Linked DNA regions of Mus musculus: region 2 is linked to region 1. A link is a contact called in public promoter capture Hi-C data. All regions are on one chromosome and are shown on one strand. The core of a region is the stretch at or near the end of the contact, and the rest is flanking DNA. Distances in the headings are between cores, read along the strand shown.

Evidence for each region. Promoter capture Hi-C pulls out the DNA fragments that hold promoters and counts their contacts.
Region 2: a promoter capture Hi-C map of embryonic stem cells shows a contact between it and region 1. The contact joins the promoter of Nanog here to the promoter of 1700063H04Rik in region 1. A contact is called at or near these places in 2 of 39 promoter capture datasets (embryonic stem cells and pre-B cells) and 1 of 115 datasets of contacts at active chromatin or transcription factors (embryonic stem cells).

What each region holds. Positions count from the first base shown.
Region 1 is chr6:122,390,088-122,393,996 of GRCm38.p6, forward strand. It overlaps 1700063H04Rik (RIKEN cDNA 1700063H04 gene), which reads left to right and starts at 1,292. Exons shown (of 2, transcript NR_152109.1): 1 at 1,292-1,444; 2 at 1,937-2,600. RefSeq lists an enhancer at 2,518-3,909.
Region 2 is chr6:122,706,293-122,710,230 of GRCm38.p6, forward strand. Nanog (Nanog homeobox) reads left to right here and starts at 1,273. Exons shown (of 4, transcript NM_028016.3): 1 at 1,273-1,641. The coding sequence starts at 1,491. RefSeq lists promoters at 1-1,487, 969-1,350, 1,013-1,418, 1,081-1,307, 1,223-1,413, cis regulatory regions at 1,066-1,071, 1,157-1,164 and an enhancer at 1,109-1,146.

The sequences.
Region 1 (3,909 bases), core at 42-2,541:
CCTTCACTGCCTATGTATGTGTGGTGGCCAGCAGTAGCCAACTGCCACTCTGCAACTGCCACTCTGCAACTGCCACTCTGCAACGGCTTCCCACAGAAAAAAGAAAGGGTGAGCTCACTCAGCAGTAAGTCTCAGAGGTTGGAAACATTCTAGGCCTAGATAAGACTATACAGAGGCTAGAAGCTTCCAGGACTAGGCCTAAGTTAACACAGTAAGCCTCAGAGACAACAATTACAACAGGAGACTAGAAGATACTATTACAAAATATTTTTTAAGAAATGGGTAGGACTGGTGAGATGGCTCAGTGGTTAAGAGCGCCTACTGCTCTTCTAAAGGTCCTGAGTTCAAATCCCAGCAACCACATGGTGGCTTATAACCATCCTTAACGAAATCTGATGCTCTCTTCTGGAGTGTTTGAAGACAGCTACAGTGTACTTACATATAAAAAAAATAAATAAATAAAAAATATTTTTAAAAATGGGTAAACACATTAAAGCAGACTAGTTACCTGTCCTGTGGTGAGTCCTTGTCCTGTCATAAGTACCAAAAGCTCTCCTTTCACCCTCAGGATATTCCAGGTTGGATGGATTTGTTTGGACATCATTTTTGAGTCTTTGCTCATTTACTTACCACATAGCCTCGGAAGGAAAGGAGAGAGGGAAATAAACGGGAGGAAAGCAGAAGCAAGCACATGGAGCAGGAAACATGGAGGGAGGTCTCCAAGCCTGCCGGCTTCCCAGCCCATCAGCCCTCGCTTCCCCAGCTTGACAGGTCTTTGCACCATCAGCGCACAGGCAGCTGGAGGCCAGATAATCTGGCCATGAGTCTACGGGCACTCACGATCACGTGAGTCTGAACCCGAATGATTAAAGAGATAAAGTTCTGGAAAGTGGAGCATGACAGCACGGGCCTGTAAACACTCCTCAGCAGGCTGGGTCAGGAGCTCGAACCCAAATCCCGGCTGGGTTACAGAGTGCGTTCAAGGCCAGTGGAAGCAGCTTTGTGGAGACTCCATCTCAAAATAAAAAGCAGGCTGGGAGGTGGGAATGGGATGAGAAAGGATAACGGGAGGTGGGAACGATAAAAATGTAGTCATGTATGGAACTGTCCAAGAATAATATAAATTAAAACCAACAAACAAAAAAGTAGAGCGTTTGGTTAGGGGGCTTGAAGCCGTGTGCTCAACTTACATATGAAGGAAGGAAGGAAAGAAGGGAGGTGGGAGGGGGCAGGGGTGGAGAGAGAAGGGTGGTGTGAGCATAGAAGATAGTGCTAGGGAAACTCGGGGCCTGAGACGCCAACATGGCCTCTCCCAGGGAAGTCCCGTATGCTTCCAATTTAGGGACAGCCTTGTGGTGTGGGCCCGAGACTCCAGGGCTGCACAGCTTCTAGTATCCCCATTCTCATCCCGATGCAGTCCTTTAGATAACTGAAGACGGTGGAAGTAAGGATTCCCCACGAATGACTGAGTAAAAGCAGCGTCAGGTCAACCAAGAGTGGGCAGAAAGCAGTCAGCCCAGGCGAAGCCTTTGGAATGGGAGGTTGTAGACTGTCACAGCCTTCCGCTCAGTGATGGCACCGGGAACTGTGGCCTGGATCACCCTGATCCCCAAGAATCTAAGTTAGGTCTGCTGGGTGTGGGGGGAGCAGCAGCGCCTTGGAGAGGACTGATCTGCAAAAGGAAAAGTAGAGGCGTCCGCACCCGAGAAAAGGGGTGTCACGATTATGTGGCTGGTGGGGTGTCACGATTATGTGGCTCTTGGCTTGTCAAAAATGGGAACGTAGTCAGTGTTTTTAAGCATCAGTGTGGACTTAGGGTGAACATGCAGTGTGCGTGCGCTTCGTGGATGTGTAGTTTGTTCTCCGGGGGTGGGGCTGGGGGAGGAGTTCCTGACACTGAGATTTTCCAAAAAAAACGATTCTGACTTTTCTGCAGACTCTATCCCATCGCTTACATGAAACTTACTGGAATCAATTCCCACAGCCAGGTCTCTGGGAAAGACTTGGAGTCCTCTGAGAGCCCTCTGTCTGCGGGCGATGGCGATAGCGATGCCAACCCAGCCTTCGGGGCAATACCGCCATCTGCTGACGAGGCTAAGAAGAAAATACAGGAAAACAAGACTCCCATTATGATCTGGGAGATTGGTAAGAAATTCAGAGCCAACCAGAGAACTCACTCATACAAAGAAAAGGACCGCCACGGAGAGGAGAAGTCAGAAAGGCCACCGGGGAAGTACGGACAAAGAGTTGTGATCAGAGACTGAACAGATACGGGATCCAGGCTTCAAAGGCTCTTCCTGGAGAGATATTCTGGAAATGTCCTGCATCTACGACACAGAACCAATCTGAAGTGGCAGACTCGGTCTGAGAGCAGAGCTGGTTTTCAGGGTCCAGGGTCCCACAGCTTACCTCCCTGAGTGGCAGTGCTGTCGAGTGGAGGGTAGCAACTGCCATCTCCTGGCTTCTTGACTTTGGCATCTAGTAAAGTTTTCAAGTGCATGTCCTGACCATAGAGACCAACAAATGATGCGTCAATGTGCCCAATGAGGTCTAGCTAGCTCAGCCACAAATGTATTAAAAATAAAGATGTTTATGCTTTCTACAAGCGTTAGTCACTGGGTCCTCAGAATTTGACCATTCTTTAAAGTCCTGAACTCACAATCATCTTATCCACCTCTAGCTCTGTCATGACTTCAGGAGGTGTCGAGAGGGGGGTGAAGAGAAGGAGAAGGAAGAGGAGGAGGAGCAGGAGGGGGGAGACCAGGAGGACGATGGGGGTGGTGGAGAAAGAGATTTCAGCATAGATCTAAACACCAAAGATTTTCTAAACGGCAGGTACAGTGTGACAACCGACTTTGATGCTCTCTCCACACTGCGCGCTGAACTTGCTTTGCCTCCAACTCCGGAACACACACGAGATCTTTCTCTTCACCTAACTCCTTCCTCCACCCCCACCCCTTCTTGACAGGGTTTTTCTTTGTAACCCTGGCCGTCCTGAAGCTTCCTTGTTCTGTTGCTCTGTAGAGCAGGGCGGCATCGAACTCAGAGATCCGCTCGCCTCTCTCTGCCTCTCGAATGCTTGGTCCAAAGGCGTGCGCCACCGCTGCTCTGGCCCAACTCATTTTTTTACTCTTCTCTACTCCCCTCTCACCTGATTGCCAGAGCACATCTCCATGAAGAACTGCATTTCGTCAGCTGTGACAGCTCTGCTGGGAAATGGGCTGTGGATGATGAGGGAAGGGGGCGGGGGCGGTCTGGAGGTGAAGGTCAATGAGAGCAGGAGCCTTCCAGGCCGGAAATAGAAGAGAGATGGCGGAAACAAGAGCCACATGTTCACCTACACAAGCCATTCTACACACACCTCTGCTCTGCTCAGTCTGCTGAGGCCTCGGGGTCCACACTGCCTCGAAGTCGCTCCTTATCGTTAGCATTCTCCTCCAGTTGTCTCTGTGCATAGGAACTCTTATCTAGGATTGTAAAGCATCGCTTTCCCTGAGACTACGCATACGCACTCACCTTTCGCTTTAACCCTCAGGTGTTTCTGCCCCTCCATCTGCGAACTTCCTTTCCCTGGTGACTAATGAAGAGACAGAAAACCCCTCAAAGCTCAGAAGTCAGTTTCTTTCCTCTGGGGCCTCCCTAGGGGCTATGTCTGTATCTCACCACGAACAGCAGCTCTACGCACGTTTCCAGAGCCTGTGCATTACCTCACCGAGCAGCTGTGTGCTTATCAGAGGCAGGGGCTGCCCACAGGGCCTGATGACCGCTGTTCTCCAAGTGGAGGCTTGGCTAAGAACCAGAGTAGAGGTTGGGCAGAAACAAAGGACCAGAGAGCATAAAAGCGATCCCCCATGGCAGGTCATTCTCTAGAACTTTCCTAGGATCTCCAAGTTTTATCATTTTACAATT
Region 2 (3,938 bases), core at 23-2,522, 320 kb after region 1:
CTGTGAGTTGGAAGCCAGCTTGTTCTACAGAGCAAGTCCCAGGACAGCCAGGGCTACACAGAGAAACCCTGCCTAGAATAATAACAAAACTCAAACAAACACCACCAACCCCCGCGCTCCGCCCCGCCCCCCCCAAAAAAAACCCCAAACCAAAAAGAGCCATTCAAGCTTAGTCTTTTGTAGAATAAAACCCAGGAAGAACCACTCCTACCAATACTCACTGTGGTAGAGTCTTCACATGGGAGATGTTACGAGAGGACGGCCCTTCCCTCTCTGCTTATACACAGAAGCCGACTTAAGCTGGGTTAGAGTGCTTTCACTCACTTATCTGTGAGCACAAGGACTGATCGGCAAACTTTGAACTTGGGATGTGGAAATAGGAAGATCAGGAGTTTGGGACCAGCTAGAGCAATAGACTGTGAGGCCAGTCTCGGGTACGTGAAACTCTATCTCAAAGAAATGACCAAAACCAAATTTGAAATACGATAAATTTCTTCTTCCATTGCTTAGACGGCTGAGGCACTTGGGATTGCAGTAAGTCTGAAGCCAGCCTAGGTTTTACAGTGAGAACTTGTCTCAAAACAAAACAGAAGGCCTCTACATTAATTTAAACACTCCTTAAATTGGGCATGGTGGTAGACAAGCCTGGTCTACATACTGAGTATAAGCTACTCAAGGCAACAGAGAAAAACCTGTCTCAAAACCAAAGCATGGACCAACTTACTAAGGTAGCCCGAGTCTTAAGCAGGACACAGGCTCTTTCTTCAGACTTGCGTTAAAAAGCCGCACTTTTGGAGGGAAGATTTCCCCAGGTTTCCCAATGTGAAGAGCAAGCAAGAAACGCTGAGTGCTGAAAGGAAAGCCGTGTATAAACAGAGACTTTGGCAGCAAGGTCTGACTCTTTCATGTCTGTAGAAAGAATGGAAGAGGAAACTCAGATCCCCCACTTGACCTGAAACTTCCCACTAGAGATCGCCAGGGTCTGGAGGTGCAGCCGTGGTTAAAAGATGAATAAAGTGAAATGAGGTAAAGCCTCTTTTTGGGGGGGGGGGATGTCTTTAGATCAGAGGATGCCCCCTAAGCTTTCCCTCCCTCCCAGTCTGGGTCACCTTACAGCTTCTTTTGCATTACAATGTCCATGGTGGACCCTGCAGGTGGGATTAACTGTGAATTCACAGGGCTGGTGGGGCGTGGGTGCCGCCTGGGTGCCTGGGAGAATAGGGGGTGGGTAGGGTAGGAGGCTTGAGGGGGGAGGAGCAGGACCTACCCTTTAAATCTATCGCCTTGAGCCGTTGGCCTTCAGATAGGCTGATTTGGTTGGTGTCTTGCTCTTTCTGTGGGAAGGCTGCGGCTCACTTCCTTCTGACTTCTTGATAATTTTGCATTAGACATTTAACTCTTCTTTCTATGATCTTTCCTTCTAGACACTGAGTTTTTTGGTTGTTGCCTAAAACCTTTTCAGAAATCCCTTCCCTCGCCATCACACTGACATGAGTGTGGGTCTTCCTGGTCCCCACAGTTTGCCTAGTTCTGAGGAAGCATCGAATTCTGGGAACGCCTCATCAATGCCTGCAGTTTTTCATCCCGAGAACTATTCTTGCTTACAAGGGTCTGCTACTGAGATGCTCTGCACAGAGGCTGGTAAGGAATTCAGTCCCCGAAGAACCCAGTAAATTAGGGTAAGAGTAGAAAAAACGGGCTGAAGGGTTATTGCTTCTTTATGAACCGTAGTAGTCATTAACATAAGCGGGTGTCCTTATCACTCTTCTGGAAACCCCTCTGAGTTTGACCGGTGATACGTTGGCCTTCTAGTCTGAAATAGAGATCCGGGACACAGGACGGAGCAATATAAGGCTCTTGTGTGTATTTGAGAACCTAAATATTTGGGCTCTTTGGAATATGTTCGGGGGCAGTGAGTGGTGTCTTCAGTAGCAGGGAGACCTAACATCCTAGCTTGGAATGAGCACCCCATTTTTTTGGTGAGGTTATACAGTTAGTTTGCAATTTGCCCAAATGGCCGTTTTCTCCAGCAGAAGCAGTTAGCATTTCTCTCAACCTTTGGGAATATGGATGTCACTTAGCAGTTCTGGGTTTGTGAGCTCAGTGCTCCTTCCAAACCCCAAACAAGTGTACACAGTTTAAGTCATTCATTCTTATAGCTAGCATCTGGAGCCAAGGTCTGAAGCTCATTGTCTGTACAGAGTCAGCCCAGTACTCAGGCTTGTAAATGGTAGAACCAAGAGGCTGCTAGGCTGTGTGTGCCACGGTGCTCAGGTGCGTGTTGTGATGCTCGGGTGTGTGCAGCGATGCTCGGGTGTGTGCAGTGATGCTCGGGTGTGTGCAGCGGTGCTTGGGTGTGTGGAGCGCTAGGAAGTGTGTGTCCCCTTTTTTCTGAGCTTTTAAGTTAATGTCTGTCATCTTGATTTTTCTGATTTATGGGTTCAATTTTTGATTTTTTTTTTGTTTGTTTTTTTTTGTTTTTTCGAGACAGGGTTTCTCTGTGTAGCCCTGGCTGTCCTGGAACTCACTTTGTAGACCAGGCTGGCCTCAAACTCAGAAATCCGCCTGCCTCTGCCTCTGCCTCCCTCAATTTTTGATTTTGGAGGTGGGAAAAGTGCTGGGTTAGGAATGAACGGGTGGGGATAGCCTTTGTAAGTGATGTGTGTTTTTAGAGCATGTGTGTAGAGCATGTGTGTTTGTAGTGCGTGCCCCTAGTGCCAGCAGATGGCATAATTTTCCATTTAGAAGCTGCTTTCAGGGCTGTCTACTTATTTGCTAGACTGCAGGCTAACCTCAGCATTGCCATCAGCGTGGAGCACAGATGTCTTCAGTGTAGGAGGTGTCTTCTACCTGCTGCTGGATCTAGGAAATGTTGGGGCAAAGCTTGGTGGAGGAGCACTTGTCTCTTGCTGAAGGCCCTGGAAAAAAACAAAAAAGCTAACCGAAGAGCTAGAGGGTCAAGGATAAGAGAAACGAATTTGGTTAACCGAAATTTTACTCTAGTAATTAATAATTAACTGGACCCTCTGACTGGCTGCTCTTGTACTAGCAGAAAAGATGGTGGGATATTTTTATTTATTTATTTTTTTAAAGATTTATTTATTATATGTAAGTACACTGTAGTTGTCTTCAGACACTCCAGAAGAGGGCGTCAGATCTTGTTACAGATGGTTGTGAGCCACCATATGGTTGCTGGGATTTGAACTCCAGACCTTCGGAAGAGCAGTTGGGTGCTCTTACCCACTGAGCCGTTGGATGCTCTTACCCACTGAGCCATCTCACCAGCCCCAGTGGGATCATTTTAAAATATACCTTTAAAAAAAAATTGGGGGTGGGGGGTGTCTAAACTCAGGACTGTGCATTCCTAACAACAAGTGATTTAACCCTGGAAATTTCCTTAGATAACATTCAGTATAATGGATTTCGTCATGACATTTTTTGTTCATAAATATTAGTTCATCCCTAAATGTTAATGTGTGTGTGTGTGTGTGTGTGTGTATGTATGTATGTATGTATGTATGTATATATGTATGTATGTATAGATATAGCTGACTCAGTGGTAGTAGAGTATGAAAGGTCCCAACAGGATTCTATTCACCCAGCACCATGCAAAAATCTAGGCGAGATAAAAGTCCCCCCAAACCTGAGTCTTTGGATAAACCTCCACTCAGAAGGTAGAGAGGTAGGACCCAGAGAGCAGGCCAGCCTTGGCTACCTGAGACCCTATCCCTTAGAAAGAAAAGAAAACCACAAACATAGACTAGATCCTCTGCTGCCTAAGCTCTTGTGCTGTCTTGTCTGTCTGTCTCTATTTGTTGAGACGGGCTGATCTCAAATTCTCCCATCTCAGCTACTGGAGCAGGGGGGCTTTAGATTTGTGCTACCCACTGTCAGGATCAGAGGTTTACAGTGTAGATGCGGTCACGGTTCTAATGAAG